3 separate regions of the Mus musculus genome follow, and regions 2 and 3 are each linked to region 1. Evidence: chromatin contacts called from public promoter capture Hi-C data. All regions are on one chromosome and are shown on one strand. The core of a region is the stretch at or near the end of the contact, and the rest is flanking DNA. Distances in the headings are between cores, read along the strand shown. Region 1 holds the start of Bcl2l15 (BCLl2-like 15). Region 2 holds the start of Rhoc (ras homolog family member C). Region 3 holds the start of Dennd2c (DENN/MADD domain containing 2C).

What was found. Promoter capture Hi-C pulls out the DNA fragments that hold promoters and counts their contacts.
Region 2: a promoter capture Hi-C map of liver shows a contact between it and region 1, with 2.7 times the contacts expected there. The contact joins the promoter of Rhoc here to the promoter of Bcl2l15 in region 1. A contact is called at or near these places in 4 of 39 promoter capture datasets (hematopoietic stem and progenitor cells, liver and pre-B cells).
Region 3: a contact with region 1 is called in a promoter capture Hi-C map of the 3T3-L1 cell line, with 2.5 times the contacts expected there. The contact joins the promoter of Dennd2c here to the promoter of Bcl2l15 in region 1. A contact is called at or near these places in 2 of 39 promoter capture datasets (the 3T3-L1 cell line and liver).

Annotation. Positions count from the first base shown.
Region 1 is chr3:103,831,103-103,834,347 of GRCm38.p6, forward strand. It overlaps Bcl2l15 (BCLl2-like 15), which reads left to right and starts at 1,594. Exons shown (of 4, transcript NM_001142959.1): 1 at 1,594-1,865; 2 at 2,254-2,375. The coding sequence starts at 1,730.
Region 2 is chr3:104,787,568-104,790,812 of GRCm38.p6, forward strand. Rhoc (ras homolog family member C) reads left to right here and starts at 1,467. Exons shown (of 5, transcript NM_007484.2): 1 at 1,467-1,516.
Region 3 is chr3:103,101,114-103,104,358 of GRCm38.p6, forward strand. It overlaps Dennd2c (DENN/MADD domain containing 2C), which reads left to right and starts at 1,546. Exons shown (of 19, transcript NM_001384113.1): 1 at 1,546-1,625.

The DNA of each region.
Region 1 (3,245 bases), core at 344-2,843:
ATTTCCTCTGGATGAATATCATTCTTAAAAAATTCCAAGCCCAGGGTCAGCTAAAGGACTGCCTAGGACATTGGTGAAGGCCAGACAGTAGAGTTCAACCTGATTTAGGTTTTAGTAAAATCATTTCTTGGAGGCACCTATAATAAAATACTGAAAGAACATACACAGACCCATTCACTGACTAATGCAGGGACAGGTTTGGAGCATTCCTGCCAAGGTTCCAGGAGCCTGAGTTTCCGTGAAACTCTTTGCCTCAGGACGGCGTCCAAGCCTTCAGGCGTCCAAGCCTTCAGGCCTGTCACGCAGACTTCACTCGAGTGGGTGTGGCATCCGTCTATCTGTCTGTCTATATTTGTTCTTTTGTTCATTCATTCATTCATTTAGAATGGGCAGAAAATAGAATATTGCTTCTGACTATGTTGCAGGATAGAAATCCCATTCTGAATAACTGACCTACTGTTGATGCTTGAATTTCTTACTGTTACAATTGAAGCTGTTTATTTTACTGGAAAAGAGAAATGTGGGTGTTAGGTTTGCTGGTAGGTTAGAATGATGTATCTGAGACCCAGACCACAAAGTCTCTCCAGCTAGAGGCTGCCTTATTAATGAAGCCAAGCCCAGATTTGAGAATAGGGCACCGCTGTGCTTGAAGGAATGGGAATCTGGGCAAAAGAGAAATATTTTCAAATCTTATTTTCTGTGTTTTTGAGACAGGGTTTCTCTGTGCAGCCCTGGCTGTTCTGGAACTCACTCTGTAGATCAGGCAGCCACTGCAGGCGAGTGTTCAAGCCTGAGTTCTCCTAAAAACAATAATGAAGTTTAATACTTCAGGACAAACTTCTTGTTAAAGAATGAATCACGGTTTCCTGATTACTAAGCTTTGAGCTAAACAAAGGATATTTACCATTTGCCACATACCAGACATTGTCAGATCATTTCAGATAGTGTTATCTTAATTTGTATAATTTCCCTTTGAAATATCTTGTTACTTTAATTACTCAAATGCCCAACCAGGGTTTTTCCTCCACTGTCCTGGCCTTTATCTTTGCCAGCCTTCCACGAGTCTTAGTCCTTTACTTATTTTATTTTATGTTAGTTTTGCCTAATAAATCCCTAGCCTCAGATGTCACTACTGTAAGGCAGCTTCCCCAGCCTATTGGCTTTTGTCCTCTCCTCATCCACCGTATCTCAAGGGCACAAGAAGCTCTGTGATTTGTCAGTAGCTGCCATTTCTGCTGAAATGTACACTTCACAAGGAGCCATGCCTGTGTCATTTTCTGTGTTGTCTATAGTGCCAAGTATAGTCTTCTACATACAAATGTTCAGTAAATAATTTGTCTAATTGTGCCAAAGGGATGCCCAAGTCAGAAGTTGACCTCTGGTATCTCACCTCCCTTGAAATTACATCAGTTACAGAACCTAGCAGGAAGTATTTCTTAAATTACTCAAGAGAACCTTCTTCAATTCATTACAATTGCTCAACTTACCTCTTCAGTTTATTTCAGCTATAGATAGTTTATCTGTAAGAGCTATCCATTACTCTTACATACTGGCAAGGGTGTGGTTCTGAGATAAGGAACTGCAAAGTCTTTGTCATCCCCTTTGAGCAGTTTCATTTGGAAAGTTAATGGGAACTATTTTAGGACATATCCAATTAGGAAGCAATAAGAGGTAGGCAGCCACAACTGGTTTGCCAGGTTCTCTAACTTCCTGCTAAGCTTTGTGGAGAATGTCTAAAATGAAAAACCCTCGGACTTTTGAGGAGCAAACAGAATGCATCGTGAATTCTCTACTCAAAGACTTCAGGACCCCACTATCCCACGCTGCTAACCGGAACCTATCGGGTGCAGATGAACCATGCTCAGGTAAGGCTCCTAATCTGAGGTGGTGATTACAGGTGGGTAATAGAACCAGAGTCTGCTTCCTCTAGTTCCTCTCAAGCTTTAAAAAGCGAGTCCTAAACTTTTAGCAACATTTGAAATAAAGGATCTTCTCAATAGAGAAGATTATATGACTGCTACTACTGAGAATAGACAATGACAAAACTGTTTAAAAGAATTGCAAAAGTAGCAGAGGCTAGCCTGGTCTACAGAGTGAGTAGACAGCAAGGGGTACCTAGAGAAACCCTCTCTCTCGGGGGTGGGGGGTGGGGTGGGGGGTGGGGGGGGACCAACTATAGAACATTTCTGTTTTGCTGGGATTCAGGAGACTTTCCGTTCCTTCAACATGGTGAACATGTTTTCCCTGTCTTAGGAGAGGATTACTCTTTTGATGTGGCTATCATTGTTGGCCGCCTTCGAATACTGGGTGATCAGTTCAATGGAGAGCTGGAAGCTTCTGCCAATAATATCATTGCGGTAACCATTGGAGGACAGGTCAGATTTTTGCTTTTTAATGTTGTTTGCTGTTCTATTCTATTTCAAGCTTTAATTTCCTCCCTCCTTCCTTCCTTCCTTCCTTCCCTGTTTCTGTATACTAAAAATAGAAATATTCTGTGAGGATTTGGAGGTATATGTTTGTTCAAGAAGCTATAGAGGGAAATGTGATTGCTAATTCTTCAGACATTAATAAAAACCCAGTACTATAGAAGGAACTCATCTTTATCAGAGCTGCCCTTTGTGTGCATAGATCATGTTCATAGTTAACTATTCTTTGAAAATAATCTTTTATGTATATTTGTTATTATTAATTATTACTATTACTGTATGATGTGGGGAGGGGGACACATGTGCCACTGCATGTCTGTGGAAGCCAGAGGACAATATTGTGGAATTCTCCCTTTCCACCTTTGTGTAGGTTTAAGAGATTGAACTCGGGTCACCAGGCTAGTGTGGCTAGTATCTTTATTCCATTATTCATATTTTTAGTGCTTAATTTTGTTGGGAGTGGGCTCTTCCCCTTATCCCAGGGTCTAGCAGTAAGATTCAGAAATATTGCATAGTTTAGAAATCTGATGCAATTAGAGTTAACCTCTTAAAGGAGCTTGCTGGCTTCTCATCAGAACTCTGATTACTGGCAATAGCACTTGGACTTTGTATTAGCCTGAAGATAATAAAACCATCTTCCAGCAGATGTTGCTGATTATATCAACAGCAGCAAGTACTTATTACTTGCCATTATTTCATTGTTTAATCATTATACTTGTGTGTAAATCATTATAGAAACTGCTACTCCTAGAATCTCTGAATCAGCATATGAGACCATACGCAAATATCAAGCCTGCTCTCTTCCCAGCAGTATTCACT
Region 2 (3,245 bases), core at 217-2,716, 960 kb after region 1:
GGATTAAAGGCATGCACCACCACTGCTGGGCTAGACTATACGTTATCTGAAGGCAGAGTTTCATGGTTAGTACATAGTTTTCAGTTCACATTCAACCAATGTTTACTGAATGAATTCAGAGGCCTGGTGGACAAAACACCCTTCACCTCAGTTATATGATTTATCAAATGTATGGTCCATGCTTCCAATCCTGAGTGAGTGTCTACGTATGTTGTCTGCCTGGATTTGAGACAGCTTCACTCCACAGCCTATGTTGGCCTGGAATTTGTGGTAACTCTGCCCCCTCGGGAGTGCTGAGATGACAGGCATGAACCACCCGGCCAGCTGCACCTGCAGTAGACTCCATATGACATACATTTATTCTGGGAAATACTTGTTGAAACCTATGACGAGCAGAGTTTGGTTGAATGGTACAGAGGGCAGGTAGGAGGGGGAGCATGGCAGGCAGCAGGCAGCCAGCACCTGCCTGGGTGCCTCACAGGCCTGCTTGTAAATTTGACTGATTTAGTTTTTGTAGCCCAGGATGGCCTGGAATTAACTCATAGAGATCCATCTGCCTTTGCTTCTTGTGTGTCATCGTGGCTCACCTCACTGGAAATTCCTGCTGTCACAAATAGTGAGAAACCACTTCTCTGGGCTTCATTTTCTTTACAGGCAAAAGGGAACGGGTATGGGTGAACTTATTCCAGAGTTAGAGACCTGTGTGTTTAAAGTATCCAGCACTAGTAAATAAAGCATTGGTAGATTTCCTTATACACCCATTTCTTTGGCTCTTTATAAGGAAGGAGATACAGGATCAGGTAAGTAACACCTCAGATTGGGATCAACAGCACAACAATACAATAGGAGTGTGAGGTCAGTTTCCAGCTGAGGACACGGCAGCACTTCCAGGAGTGTGCTCTTAACAGGACGTCGGGAAATTCCCAGCGAAGGAAGGAAGGGACTTTTAAGGCGATGGTGGCTGGGGACTGCAGATCACAAAAGGTCTCCAGGGCTCTGGATAGCGTCACGTTGCACTTACTGCAGTGATTCCTGGATAAGAGAGTGGGCAGCTTCTGTATAACCCATCCCCTCGGTCACGGGTAGGGTGTAGGAAATACTGGAGCTTCGAGGTCTGGATGGCCACGCGAGGGCAGCAGTGGCCCTCGCTGACCCCACCCTGGAAGCCGCTCAACTTTCCCGAAGCTGGTCCGCCCCCCACGGGTTGGAAGTGGGGCAGAGGCCGAGTTATCCGGGGTCCCACCCGCCCGCTCACCACCCAGCAATCCAGACATCTCCGGGCACAGTTCCTCCAGCTCCAGCCAGCCCTACGCCCCTTGCCGGGTCCTCAGCCGGGGTGACCTGCGGCCGCCCGGGGCCGGGAGCGGAGGCGGGCCAAGCTAAGGGCCGCCCCCGTCGACCCCCCCCCCCTTCCCTTGATGGACCCGCCCCAGAGCGGTGCTGGAGAGTGGGGCGGGGCCCGGGTCAGTCTCAGCCTCCGGCACTGGCCGCGCAGCTGGAGGCGGTGGAGCCCAAGGTACCGGGGCCCCAGCTGGTGGGTGGCGAGGCGTCGTGGGAACTGACCTCGGAGGAGAGCACTTTCCCGATTCCCGGATCGCTCCGGGAGCGGCTTGGGGGGCGGGGGGTGTTCCGGGCCAGGCAAGAGAGAGCGCCCCAAGCTGTGGGCCAGGCGCTCTAGCCTTCCAAGCTCTCGAACCAGAGCCCAGAGTCCTTCCCTTTCTGAGTCTTTCCTTTCTGGACCTCCCTAGCTGGGCCAGGGACACACTTAGATCTCCGTGAGCGACTCAACCCAGACGCTCCAGTTCCGGGCAGGGAGTAAGAAACAGGGCCTCAGGCTGGCTAGGGGTGGGAGTTCTGGCCTGGGATGGGGAATGGCGGGAATAGGGATGGGATGTGACCACTGGAGGCTGCTACTGCTTGGCGGGTCTGGACGCCGCCCTAGACGGGTTTTGGAGCTGATCTGAGCTGAGAGGTTGAGAAGACTAGGAAAGATCCCGCTCCTGTGTTGTGTATATGTGTCTGAGAGTGAAGGGGGGTGGGGAAGAACAAAACACCCCAATCCCCAACTCTTCCTCGTACCCTCTTGGGAAGTTAGGGAGTGTTAGGGAATTGGGCTGAAAGCTGGAGTCCAGCTCTTCCTTGACTTCTGGCTTTAAAGTTAAGGAAAAGGTGTTGCCCGAAGAGTGATTCCTCGCCTAGATCTCGGGGGGAGCAGAGTACAAAGGCCTGTTGGATCACCTGGGAAATCAAGAGAATAAGGAAGGCTAGTGGCTTGTCCTAGGGAAGGTCCCAGAAGTTCCAGACCCCTCTCCCGGCCCTGGGTGAAGTTTTCGTTGTCTCTCTTAGGGTTAGTGGGGCAGTTCCGCTGGAGCCGCCTTTCACAGGGAGTGTTAGCCAGGCCATCCATGCCATGTTGGCCTTCGGCCTAATGTCCCGGCTTGGCCTGAGTCCCCAATTATTCTGGCCTAAGCAGAGCCTAGATGCAAAGTCTTCGGAGCTGGAGGCTCTAACACAGCCACGAAGTTCCGGCCTCTGCCTCCCACCATCAGATGCTCAGCCGCCTTGCTGCTGTGGGACAGCCGGGGCTCACGCATGGGGATGTGACTAGTGTTTAAGTGTCCTAGGGATCACGCTCCATCCACACTGCCCACCCTGGCTTGGGGCTGTCCCCGCCAGCCTGTGTACAGCTAGACTGGTTGAATTAATGGGAGTAGGTGGGGAAGTTGGAGGAAATCCTGTGGGTTACCTGGATATACCTCTCAGACCTCATTTTTGAAGGAGATATGCAGCATAGCGAATGCCTTCTTCCCAGTCTTTCGGGGGTACCAGGGAAAGCCCCTTGAGATGGGGGGTGGTAAGTGTGGCTGTGCATACGCAACTCCTATAAATTCTCTGTGACTCATGTCCTCTTTCCTCACATCCCAGTTTTGTGTGTGTGTGTGTGTGTGTGTGTGTGTGTAGGTGTAGGGGAGGGAGGAACCACCCAGGCGCCTGATGCTGAAAAGAATCAGCCTGGGGCTGGAGTACTCTGCTTCCTAAAAGGCAGGCACAGGCCAGGGTTTGAGGTGGTTTGTAGGGAGCTAAGAGTTGAGCAGAGCCAGACAGGATGTGGGACTGAAAGGCAAAGCCAAGTTTGGGGCTGAGCTCAGGTTACTGTGCCCTTCTTAACTGCTCCCTGCCTGGTCAAAAGCTTAGACTGATCCTCACTAGTCCTTTCTTTGGAGGCTCCTCCCAGCCCAGGCTCT
Region 3 (3,245 bases), core at 296-2,795, 730 kb before region 1:
ACAATGAAATTCGAGCAAATTCCTGAGTGTTTTCACTTTCTGCACAGGTAGCCGTGAGCTTAGGTGTGCCCCTTGGGACGTGCTCATACTAGCTGTGGGGTAAGACTCCTCTTCCCCATTCTTGAAGTTCAAATTGCTTTTCGGGGAATATTTATCAAGGACCTGATTTTATTTCATGTTGGCTTCCTAGTCACTAAAATAATACAAATTACTATGTATTATCTTCAGACTTAAAGGACACCTCTCACCATTAGGTGTAGCTCCATCCTACCCATGAGAGGGCAGTAGAACACATGCATGTTAATTAACGTTCATCTTGGAATTCAAATCTTCATCCTGCTAAAGAATCTTCGTGGATGCAAACTTCAAAATGTAAATCTTAAAAACGCTGTTTTAGTCCCGAATTTCACCTTGTACAACTATCTGTGATACTTTCCAAACAGACTAGATTAAATGCCACTTGTGTTGGCTCAGGACTATGCTTGCACCCCAGAAGCAGGGGTAGGAGGATAAGAAGTTTGAAAAATAATAAAGAACACACATGTCTACATTTAAAGACATACACATTAGGTAAGGGATCAATGGAGTTTGCAATGTATTCCAAACCATATTTACATTTATTTCCTCACTGGAGTATTTTAAAGGAATTGTCAATACTTCTCCCTCAGGTAGAAAGTAATCCTTTTACTGTCCCCACCTCATGTCCCCACCTCATAGCTTCACAAGGGATTGGGACTTTTTTTTTTTTTTCCAAGTCTTGGTTGAGTTGGCTGGTGACAGTCATCCGCGATGTGTAATTAAACACCTCTCTGTGGCAGTCTTCTATTTTGGTACCTCTGTGTGAACAAGCCAGGGAAGTTTGGTTACCAGACACAAGGTCGGATGGAGTGGGTGGGGTGGAGTGGGGCGGGGCGCGGTGAGGTGGGGCAGTTAGATCGTGCTGGGAAATAGGTTCCACTCATCCCAGTCTCGCAGAGTGAAACTGGGCTATTCTTGCAGCAGGCACAGAGCCATGTGCATACCTGAGCAAGATCGTGTGGTAGGGAGAATTTAAGCGTGAGTCTCAAGTGGGTGTGGCAACCCAGTCGGCACCCGGACTAGGCACCAAAGGCATCCGGCTTGTGATTCCAAACCCGGGGCCAGGTGCGTTATTGGCATCTCTTTACTAGCTGGCATTCCCGATGAATGTTTGCTCCCTGAGCTGCTTTGGGGTTTTCTTAAAGAAGTTGCTGTTTGGCTCCTCTGGTTCTACTAGGCTCTGCCTTGCTGTAAAGGTCTGTCTCGTGTAGTCGCACAGACCGTAGATCCGGAGATAGAGCTTTGGCTCCAGGCCTGGGCAGGGGCTGCACCGTGGAACCAGCGCGGTGCAGCGCACACTGGTACCCCAGCGCTGGGGGCGGAGAGACCGCCTGGCGTGGGTTCCGAGCCTTGAGGAGAGCCCTGGAAGGACAGAGCCTTACTGGGTGAGCTCGGGGGCGTGCCCAGGCAAAAGAGGGCGTGTCTTAGCCTGGAGGGCGGGGACTGCGGAACCTGTGGGGGCGGGACGAAGATGTGGGCGCTGGATCCCAGAGGCCACCGACGCGAGTCTGGGATCCCTGCGCGAGGCGGCGTCGCGGCCCAGGCAGGTAGGCGACGGGATGCAGCGAGGGAGTGGGGCCATGGGGCCTCTGCCGCTCAGCTGTTGGCGTCGCCCCATGGCGTCCCGTGTGTTCGTGGTCAGCCGAGAGCTGGGTACCTCGGGCCAGGGGAAGGCGGGTGTCAGCCTGCGAGCCGCGGGCGCGGTCGGGGGTGCAGGGCCGGGGAGCCCAGGCGCTCGCCGCCGCGAGGAAACGCGCCTATCAGGCGGTCTTGAACTTGGACGTGCCCGGACGGAGCACTTCAGACAAGCGGTAAAGCGTGTGTTCGCGCGCTTTGCTTCGGAACTACGGGGCAGGCACGATAGAGGAAGTCGTCAAGTAGTTTTTTAAGATAAAATTCCTACAGTGGGACTGGAGTAGGACTGTGGAGTAACCAGGAGAGAAGATGATGATTAGATTGTGAGTCAAAAGGCTTCGCTCTGGAGCTCAGAGCCGCAAACAAACCGTCACACCTCCGTCAGGGTTAACTCTAAGAGGTGTGTGTCCCCGGAGTGCAAAACTGGGACGCTCATGGGTTCTCATGTTCTGAGAGGAATGACAGTGTTCTACAAATGTCAGGCATTGTTGTTTGATACACACACACATGCACCCCGGAGCATGTGTAGTTTGTAAAACTACTAAGTGCCTAGTACAGTAGGCACCCTGGTAAACCTTTATCCCAAAGCTACTACTGATTCGCCTGTATTGTTAGAGAAAGTTCTAACTTCTGTTTACTATGTAAATAAGTTATCTAAGCGTCATTTCCACATAATCACCATTGTTTGAAGAGCAGAGCTATTCTTAACTGAGTCATGACATTTTCTAAAATAGCATGCTATCTGTATACCGTAGTGCAATCATTTACCATGAAGCTTGTACCAATCAGAAAATCTGTTACTTTGCCTTAGATTAGCTGAAGGTATTTCATAAAGTGAGCTGAGAGTACTGCCTCAAAACAAGACTTTTATTTTGCAAATTCAGGGGCTGCTTATAAAAAGATCTGAGTTCTCTAAAACAAAGTTAATGTGTGGCTGTGGCATTTGTACAGTTTTTATTATAGACATTTGTGTTCTCTACTTGTGTGTGTGTGTGTGTGTGTGTGTGTGTGTGTGTGTGTGTGTGTATTTTAGGGAGAGATGGGAAATTTAAAAAGGAATAGCAGTCTGTAACCATGAGGTTTCTACTAGGGATACGTAAGAGTGATCTGGAGTATTTTCAAAGACAGAAACCAGCAACTGTAGTAATTGTGTCTCAAGGCCTCTTGTTAGTCTGTTAAATGTGGCAATTGACTTTTTTTAGATGCAGAAATATCAGTGTTTTTGATTGAGAACAGTAGGCAATTTCTTTCCTTTTCTTATTTAAAATTTAAAATTAGGGCATGTTTGTCACCAACGTGCAAAGAATCCTGGGTTCAATCCCAGTACTTCATAACTGGGTATGGTGGTGGTCCCATCCCACTCAGCATAAGAGAGGTGCAAGAAGGGACTCAGAAACTCCAGGTCACTCCTTACTATGTAATGAGTTTGAGGCCAGCCTGGGATAGTGTGACTCTGTAAAAAAGCAAAACAAAACAAAGTTAAAAATTCCTCATATTACAGGGCTTGCGAGATGCTTTGGGAAATGAGGGCA